Linked DNA regions of Sus scrofa: region 2 is linked to region 1. The links are chromatin contacts, called in public HiChIP or PLAC-seq maps. All regions are on one chromosome and are shown on one strand. The core of a region is the stretch at or near the end of the contact, and the rest is flanking DNA. Distances in the headings are between cores, read along the strand shown. Region 1 overlaps NHLRC2 (NHL repeat containing 2). Region 2 overlaps CCDC186 (coiled-coil domain-containing protein 186).

Region 1 (4,816 bases), core at 649-3,148:
ATCTAAAAGACAGGTATGACTTTACTCAGCGAGAACATTCCAGGCAGAGACACCGTATGTCAAGGCTTTAAAGCAAGAGGAATAATGATATTCTTGAGAAAGTGAAGAAAGACCTGGTTAGTATAATACCCTGAGGGAAGGGAAGAAGGATGTGGAAGATGCTGGAGAGATGAGATGTGGTTTCTATATGAAGGATTTTCTGCCAGAGGGTGACATGATCAGATTTGTAGGGGTTTTTTGTTTGTTTGTTTTTTGTTTTTTGGATTTTATGGGTTTTTTTGTTTGTTTTTAAAGGTCAGTTTGTCTCCTGGCTGGGTAACTAATCAATGGACAACACTGGATCTATGGCAAGACTGTTGTGCCCCCTATGAGACATGATAATAGCTTGAAGCTAATTATAGATGATAGGATTAATAGGACTTGGTCATGGATTAAATATGGGTGATGAGAGAAGGCTGGTTGATTATTACAGAAATATCTGAGGTAGGTTTCTGGCTTGTAAAACTGGACAGGTGGTGGTACCTTTCAGTGACAGGAAACACTGTAGAAAGAACAAATTTGGAAGGGAAGTTCATGAGTTTATTTGAAACATTTTCCGTATGACTTCCATTGCTTTTAAGGATAAAGATCTCAATCTCTAATGTGATTTACCTCAACAAACAGGTTGATCCTGTGTTTATTTTTGTTTTGTCCCATGCTTCCCTTTGTTCTCTGAGCTTAGTCACTTACCTTCTTTAGTCTTTCTTGTCCCCTCTTGCATGTGTTGTTTTCTCTTCCTATAATCTCCTTTATTCCTTGTTTCCACTGTTTAACATCTTCTCATCATTCACATCTCACCTTGGTCATCACTTTTTCAAAGAAGTGTTGGGGTATATTCATCAGGAAGAAAAAATATATGTATTTTGATGTAATGTGATATTTGTGTACATATATTACATATGTAAAATATATTTTGACTCAACTCATGGATTCCTTTTTGATTCATTGTTATAAATCATCACAGTCATTTATTTTGATTTTCAAATTGTCCCCATTCGACTAAATGGATCCCCTTCATGCTATCACCTGTGTCCTTTTGACATGTCCTTATTATTCTCTAAGCACTTCTTGACTTGTTCCCCCCAAAAATATTTCCAGGTTCATCTTATACTTTCCCAGCCCCATCTTTGAATCAGCCATTTCTCTAAGGAGTTCTGATTCCTTATAGTATTGAATATTAAGAATGATTTTGAAGAAACAAGATCTGGGCACTAGATGTGCATACTGTTACTGGGGTGTGTCTTTTCTTCCAGTTCCTCCCAACTAATTTAAAAGTTGCTTAAACTAGTCCCTCCCACCCACCATGAGGCTTTGCTATTCATTTGAAGTACAGCTAGATTCATTTGTTTCTCTTTGTATTTTTAAGCCCCCTTTCCCTGTTTTGGTTGATTTTATTTTCGAGTATGTAAAATTATAACATGGTCTGAAAGTCAGAACTGTGCAGAAAGGATAGTTTCATCTACCCCTCTCTTCTGCTTATTCCTACCTTCTCATTCTTTCATCCTGTTCTTTTTCTTTAAAACAAATTTTTTTTAACATTAAAAAGTGACATACTATTGACATTTTTATGCACTTCAGTTTTTTCATGAGACATTTTTCCTGGCAGTCACTCCACACAAGTTTATAGAGAATTTCCTGGTAGTTTTTAACATCTTCATGGTACTTAGCCTGTGTATGTATGTGTGTACATGATTTATCCAGGCACTTTCCTATCCTGTGTATTGGCCCTTATATTGTTTCTAATATTTAGCAGTTAACACACAATGAATAATCTCATGGATACATTTTTGTAGTGCTGATAGTGTATTTTAAGGATGAATTCTTGGAAGTGAGGATTGCTGGGTCAAAGTTAAATGTACATAAGTTTAGTTAGATATTGCCACATTCCACACCAGGAGGGTTGCACCAGTTTGCATTCTCACTAGCAGTGTATGAGTGTGGTTCTTTTCCCATTGCTGTTCCAATAAAATGTTGACATACTTTTAAATTTTTGCTGATCTAGTATTCCTTTTATATGACAAATGGTATCTTGGTGTAGTTTTAAATTGCATTTTAGAGTGGAGTTGAACAAGCCTTTTCATATGTTTCTGCATATTTATTGTAAATGGGGTTTTGTCTACTACTGTATCCTCCAGCTAGATGTTATGTAGATATAGAAAGGCTGTTGGGTTTTGTGTGTCAGTTTTCAGTTCTACTGCGTCCTGACTTTTATTATTTGGGTTAGTTTTATAATTGATTTTCTGGAGTTTTCCTAACATACTATTACATTGTTTGCAAAGAAAATTTTCATTTCTTACGTCTGTATCTAAATACTCTTATCTAATTTTGTTGTCTAAAACCACTGTTCCACATCATTGTTAAATAGTATTGGAAACAGTTGGTGTCTCTGCCTTGTTCCTTATCTTATTGGAAAACTTCTAGTTTTTCTCCAGTAAGTAAGTGGCTAGTTTTTGGACTCAGTTGTATTTATTTACCCAATTAATGAGTTATCACAGTACAGAATTACTTTTAAGTTATATCCCAGTAAACCTGATGTTAAAATTAAGAATGTATCTCTACTGCTTCAAAGTTTGGAGGAGAATGGTGGCTACCTAATTTTGAATCTTCCCATTTTCCTTTTCCCCTTCCCTAGACATAAAAACAACAGGGAGAGTAAGTAAAACCACACTTGATCCTCTGTTCAGTGATACTAAGAGACAATATCATGGCCTTCAGATTACCCGTAAATTGAGAAATACACTTATCTCCATGAGAGATCCTGCTGCTGCTAGCTTGCAGGTGCTGAGAACAGGGATGGAGGAGGTGTAAAAGACTCCATGAAAAAAAGGGGTTCTGAGGAATTGGGCAAAACACAAACCCCCTTACCTGCAGAAAAAGAACTCAACTCCAGCTCTAGTATTGATGCCCTAGAACATAGTACTAGCTCTTGAAAGAGTGTGGGACTGGGAACAGAAGCCTCAGAGAAGCATTGCTTCCTGAAAAGACTCAGATAATAGAAGTGTGTGTGGTTTCCCTTGGAGATAGTCTCCTGAAGGGAAGAAGAAAATAAGAGGGAAAAGTTAAGAATGCTGCAGAAACAAAAGAAAATACACATCAGCTCCTCCTTCCAGTGGTGCTGTCTGAAAATGAAATTCAGAAAAAGGGAACTGTCAGAAGAGGGCACTCTCAAGCCAGGAGCTTTGTCCACAAAGTGATTAGGGTTATTAAAAAGATCACACCCATATAAAACTGTAAAAAGCTGAAGATGTGATTCAGAGTTGAAATGCCGATGAAAATTCTCAATCACAAAATTGACGAAAACTATAACATAGTCCTCTGTTTCGAATTACCTATCCTCTTAAAGTATTTAGGAATGATGAGAAAACAGCTTGAATCAGAAATTTTAAAACTAAGAACAGAAATGGATCCCTCTCCTCTCAAAAAAAAGGAAGAAATGAATGTCGATTGAACTCAAAAGAAATAGAAGAAAAAGGTCATAATTATATTAGAAATTAAGGCTAAATTACAGGGTGCCCAAGGGGTAATAAATTCATATGAAAATTTTATGAGGGACATTGAACTAAAGCAGGAGTGTAAAAACAGTGGGTGAAAATGAACTTTTAAAATAAAAGAGTAGTAAGAAGAGTTAGGAAATGATCGAACTGGAAGATAAAGAGAAGAGGTCCAACATAAGGCTACTTGGAGACTAAAGAAGAAAATTAAAACAATTGACCAGAACTAAGATCTAAAATTAGGATCCAAAAAAACATTCTAAAAATAAAAGGAACCTTAAATCTCCATATTGAAAGGGCCTGCTGGATACCAGAGAGTTCCTCTGTTGAACCAGAAGAACAGCCTGAAAAGTATTCTAGTAGACCTATTGCACTTTAAAAATTGTTTTTTAAAAAAAGTCCTCGGGGCCTCCAGGAAAAGATGACCTTCAAAGATATGTAAATTAGGCAGAACAGACTTTTCACAAATAATGTGCAAGGCAAGGCAACAGTGGAACAACATTTTCAAGAATCTTAAGAGAGTAAAAACCAAGGATTTTATGTCCAAGCAGCTACCTTTTGAGAATCAATCAGGATTATAAGAAAATAGTTTTGAATGTCTGTGAACTCAGAGAATACTGTGCACATGTTCCGTTTCTGGTGAATCTTAAGGGAGAATTCTATCCAAGTGTGATTAAAGAAACTCCAAATGGATGAATGAAGACTTAATACATGTATTTGTAGACCTAAGACCAATTAGGGTGTTTTGGTGTATCAGTCAGAATTTGATGAGAGAAGGACCACTCAGAATAATGAGAAATAATACAGATTTGTAAAAGGCACTTGACCTTATGTGATTGTGGGAGCTGCTTAACTAGCCTCTATGTGGCTGTTGCTTCTATGTCTACGTGCCTCAACTTGAAGCCAGCAGGCCAGGCACTTGAAAAGGAAAGATGGATATGAAATAGGGGAGAGCAAGGGCGAACTGCACCCTGCGTGCATGCCCTAGAACTCAGAAGGATGAACTGGAACCCATGAAAGCTTCCAACTTAAGTAACGAGGTGACCAGAAGAGTAAGTTCGTTCCCTCTGTCATGGAGCTAAAAACTCACCTGGCCCAGGAGTTGGGAAATCTGGCAGGAGCTAGTGCAGCTAAGGGGCCCAACTGCTACCCTGTAAACCAGCACACAAGCTGCAGAGTGTATAAACTGCAGTAGCACCTGGTGCTCTGTACCAATCTTCCAGCAAAAGAGAATATGGCCTCTGTTTCCTTTTACAACTTCCAGTTTGCTCACAGAATACCTCTTG
Region 2 (4,816 bases), core at 613-3,112, 310 kb after region 1:
CTTCATTACCATTGCTTCTTTTTCCTGGCGTGCCTCTTCACATTTCTTGCTGGCCTTTGAAAAAATATCCAGCATTAATAAAACACACTTTTTACTGGAGTTCCTGCTGTGGCACAACGGGATTGGTAGCATCTCTGCAGCACTAGGACACAGGTTCCATCTCGGTCTGGTACAGTGGGTTAAAAGATCTGGCGTTGATGTAACTGTGGCATAAGCTGCAACTGCCACTTAGATCTAATCCCTGGCCCAGAAACTCCGTATGATGCAGGGTGGTAAAAAACAACAACAAAAAAAAAGCCTATACCTTTTCAAATAAAAAAGAAAAAAATTAAATATTTGCCTATAATATCACCAATGTACATTTTGGTTTTCTCACATCTTCAGGAACTGTGTCATAATATTTTAAAATAGAGAAATAATACAATAAACAAATCAATACCACTAATATTTGCTTCTTCCCTTCCCTATTCCTCTTCCTTTAGCTAACATGGTTGCTATTTTCTGTTTATCCTTTCAAATTCGCTTGTCCACTCCTTCCTAGTCCACTCTGTACTCCAGGAAAATGTCCACCAGGGACCATACCAACAAGTTTCTTTGCCCCATACTTCCAGTTGGATTTGGACAACTGGAAGTGCTAAGCAGAAAATCAAGAGGGTAGGCAGAGAATGAGATGTGGCTCCTCTAGATTCACCACAGGTTGGCTGTTCCTGTTAGGTGCCCTCTCTATACAACTACCTCCTCTGAGTTAGACTAACCTGCACTCTCTCCTTATTCCTTTAGCCCAAATTGTAATAATGGCTCCTCGAGGAGCCCCAGGATCATGCAGGTTCCCTTGTTGGGCTCCCTAAATCTCGCCCATAACTCATTAAGAGTCCTTTTATGAAAGTCTCCCAAATTACCAGTTTCTGTTTTCTGCCAAGACCCTGAGTGTATGGCTGACAATTTCTAATATCTGTAATTTTAGCTTCCTTGCAAAAATGATATTCTAATTAGTGTCACTGATTTCCTGTATATGAAAAGCTTTCTAAAGTACTTTGCATTTTAATAAGAAATACCTAATTGGATTAAGTATGACATCTATATACTCATTTAAAATTCTCTGTAGGCATAAGCTCCGTAGGCAATTTCCACATTCTGAAATTTCATACATGAAAACTTGAAGGATAGCCCTTCATTTAAGTAAGTTTGCAAATAGGATGAAGCACATATTTTATAGAAAATGGATCCATTTTTACACTGGCACTCTTGCTTTTTAAAAAATGAACTACAGTTGATTTACAATATTGTATTAATTTCTGCTATACAGTGATTCAGCTTATATATATATATATATATATGCATTATACATATATATACACACATACATATTTTTTCATATTCTTTTCCATTATGATTTATCACAGAATGCTGAACATAGTTCCATGTACTATACAGCAAGATCATGTGTTTCTTCATTTTATATACATAGCCCTCATCTGCGGAGACCAAACACCCAATCCTTCCCTCCCTCTTGGTAACCACAAGCCTGTTCTCTTATCTGTGAGTCTGTTTTGTAGATACGTCCATTTGCGTCATATTTTAGATCCCACATCTAAGTGACATCATACAGCATTTGTCTCTTTCTGACTCACTTCATTCAGTAACCTAGATAATCTCTAGGTCCATCCATGTTGCTGCAAATTTCATTCTTTTTATGACTGAGTAATATTCCCCTCTGTGTGGTGTGGTGTGTGTGTACACCACATCTTTCACCACTCATCTGCTGATGGTTATTTCAGTTTCCATGTCTTGGCTATTGTGAACAGTGCTGCTATAAACACAAGAGTGCATGTATCTTTCCAAATTATAGTTCTGTCTAGATATATGTGCAAGAGTGGGATTGCTGCATCATATGGTAACTATTTTTATTTTTGAGGAACTCTGGTACTGTTGTGGCTGCACCAATTTACATTCCCACTGCATGTGTAGGAGAGTTCCCTTTCCCCTACACCCCTCCAATATTTGTTCTTTGTAGATTTAATGCTGGCCATTCTGACTGGTGTGAGGTGGTACCTACCTCACTGCAGTTTTGATCTGCATTTCTCTAGTAATTTGCGATTATGAGCAACAGATGAACATTTAAACTTTAAGGATTTTTTTTTTAAGGAATTTATTTTTTTGTTGTTGTCTTTTTATCTTTTTAGGGCCACACCCACAGCATATGGAGGATCCAGCTAGGGGTCCAATCAGAGCTGTAGCCGTCAGCCTATGCCAGAGCCACAGCAATGCAGGATCTGAGCTGTGTCTGCAATCTACACCACGGCTCACAGCAACGCTGGATCCTTAACCCACTGAGCAAGGCCAGGGATTGAACTCATGTCCTCATGGATGCTAGTTGGGTTTGTTAACCGCTGAGCCACAACAGGAGCTCCAAACTTTAAGAATTTTCAATGGCATCTAGTGGTAAACTCCAACTAATAGTATAACAATACAAGTACATACAGTGTTAGGAGAATGTGGAAAAACCTACACTCTGATGAAAAGTGACTGACAAAGTCTCATGAAGTCCTGGTACAGCTGATAAGCACAACTAGTAACCACTCAAAATACTATACATATACATATAAGTACTTTTAAAATCATCCCACTGGGGTTTTTTTCCCCCATTAGTTTTCAAGAAAAATTAAAGAAAACACTGGAATAGAGATGACAGAGATTTCTGAGGACTAAATGTGCTCACAGACTGACAAAACTATAGTGGAACTAAGAAAATTAGCTAGATTTTTAGATAAATGAATAATTCTACTTAGACAAGGTCAACTAATGATAATGTCAACTTAAAAAGAAATCTGGTTTTATGACAACTTTATGCTTATTAGCTTTTAGGAATACAAAAATAAGTCATAGTTCCTACTTTGGAAGAATAACATACAAGTAATATAATACAATATAATTTCTAGTGGATGAATGCACAAGTTCTTTGAAAATACAACAATACTAACACATCCTGGAAAGGGTTGGCATGAAGGGTAAAAGATGCTATCTACACGTGAACTAGGTGCTATACTTGAGGTAGACACTGAAGGTTAAGTAGGATTCAGTAGAATATGAGGAATTAGTCAAGGAGAGGAATTCAAAGTAGAGTGGTTATTATGTCCAAATGCCTAAAGTAGAAGATAGCATGATATATTTGGAGGATACTAAATTACTTCTTAGGGTTTAAATTTGATGTGTTGGTTACAGTGAGGAGGAAATAGTTATAAAAGAGAACAGGTGGCGCTCCCTTGTGGCTCAGTGGGTTATGGATCCAGTGTTGTCACTGCTGCAGCTCAGGCTGCTATTGTGGTATGGGTTCCCTTCCTGGCCCATGAGCTTCCACATGCCTCAGGAACAGCACAAAAAAGGAAAAAAAAAAAAAAAAAAAAACACCACACCAAAAAAAGAAAAAAGCAAAACAGGAGGTAGAGAAGATCCTGAAAGAAACAATGATCTGAGATTTTATCCTACAGGAAATAGGAAGCCAAAGGAGGACTTATAAATCAGAATCTTTTATTAAATTGTGTTTTAATAAGATAAGTGGTTCAGCATGGAAACTTCATTAAAGTTGAGAGATAAGAAGCAGAAAAAAGAAAAAAAAAAACAGAAAAAAGATAATTGCAGTAGATAACATAAGTTTCTTGACTATAGCATGGAAGGTGCACCAGAATGTCCTGTGACTCTGTCATCCCTGAATCAGCTGCAAAAGATAACCCAGATGCCAAAAGTTCACATTTCTATATCCCGCTCCAGATAATGGTAGCACCTACTTCACGGAACTATTGGAAGTATTAAATGAGAAAATACAGCAATTTATTTAAGAGTCTATTGAAAATCAGTCCATTCCATCACAGATAAAGGAAGGGGGGCCAGTGAAAGTTTCTGGAATCAGTTTAAGATGATTACCATTGACTCGCATAAAGATAAAGCATGACTTAATCAAGAGGATTCAATAGCCAGCTAAAATTAAGATGAAATGTATAGAAAATTCTACTCCAGGAGTTCCCGTCGTGGCGCAGTGGCGCAGTGGTTAACGAATCCGACTAGGAACCATGAGGTTGCGGGTTCGGTCCCTGCCCTTGCTCAGTGGGTTAACGATCCGGCGTTGCCGTGAGCTGTGGTGTAGGTTGCAGACGCAGCTCGGATCCCGCGTTGCTGTGGCTCTGGCGTAGGCCGGTGGCTACAGCTCCGATTCGACCCCTAGCCTGGGAACCTCCATATGCCGCGGGAGCGGCCCAAGAAATAGCAACAACAACAACAACAACAACAACAAAAAGACAAAAGACAAAAAAAAAAGAAAATTCTACTCCAAATGTGGCAGATAAACCCTCCCTATTCTAAACACCAGAAATTTCACATGAAATATAACAATGACATATATATATATATATTTTTTTAATGCACAACTGAATTCCCAAGAAAGTATAAGAAATCCCCAGGGCCAAAAAAAAAAAAAAAAAAATCTAAGAGGAAGCAGGAATCCAGAATGCTTTGCTAGGGCTGAAACCTTCACTGACCAATAACAGGTCATGTGGGGATGAGGGAAACTAAATCCCTGAGAATTTATAACTAACTCTACCCTCCTGTAAATTTGAGGTTCAGATTCATTCTACATATCTGTTCTGAGAAATGGAGAAACCTCAAGCTGGAACATTAAACTGAGGAGTAAACACTTATGTGTGCACGAATGTATGCTAGGAAACTATTTCTAAATTAAACTCACCAGGTTTGGTGACTCTAGGTGAAGGCTAGACAAATGTTCACTTTACTATTCTTTTACCTTTTCTACAGGCTTAAAAAT

What was found. HiChIP or PLAC-seq counts read pairs in DNA pulled down with a chosen protein or histone mark.
Region 2: an H3K27ac HiChIP or PLAC-seq map of alveolar macrophages shows a contact between it and region 1. The contact joins two enhancer-like sites.

Annotation. Positions count from the first base shown.
Region 1 is chr14:124,177,878-124,182,693 of Sscrofa11.1, forward strand. The region is part of intron 2 of NHLRC2 (NHL repeat containing 2); the gene reads left to right. Among named protein-coding and RNA genes, the nearest start is that of NHLRC2, 18 kb to the left of the region's middle. Within about 2 kb of position 1,899, at least 1 of the 83 cell types and tissues checked has an H3K27ac peak or open chromatin away from gene starts, as enhancers often do. A contact at or near this core is called in alveolar macrophages, where this site is marked.
Region 2 is chr14:124,491,764-124,496,579 of Sscrofa11.1, forward strand. It overlaps CCDC186 (coiled-coil domain-containing protein 186), which reads right to left. Exons shown (of 17, transcript XM_001927027.7): 5 at 1-54. Among named protein-coding and RNA genes, the nearest start is that of CCDC186, 27 kb to the right of the region's middle. Within about 2 kb of position 1,863, at least 1 of the 83 cell types and tissues checked has an H3K27ac peak or open chromatin away from gene starts, as enhancers often do. A contact at or near this core is called in alveolar macrophages, where this site is marked.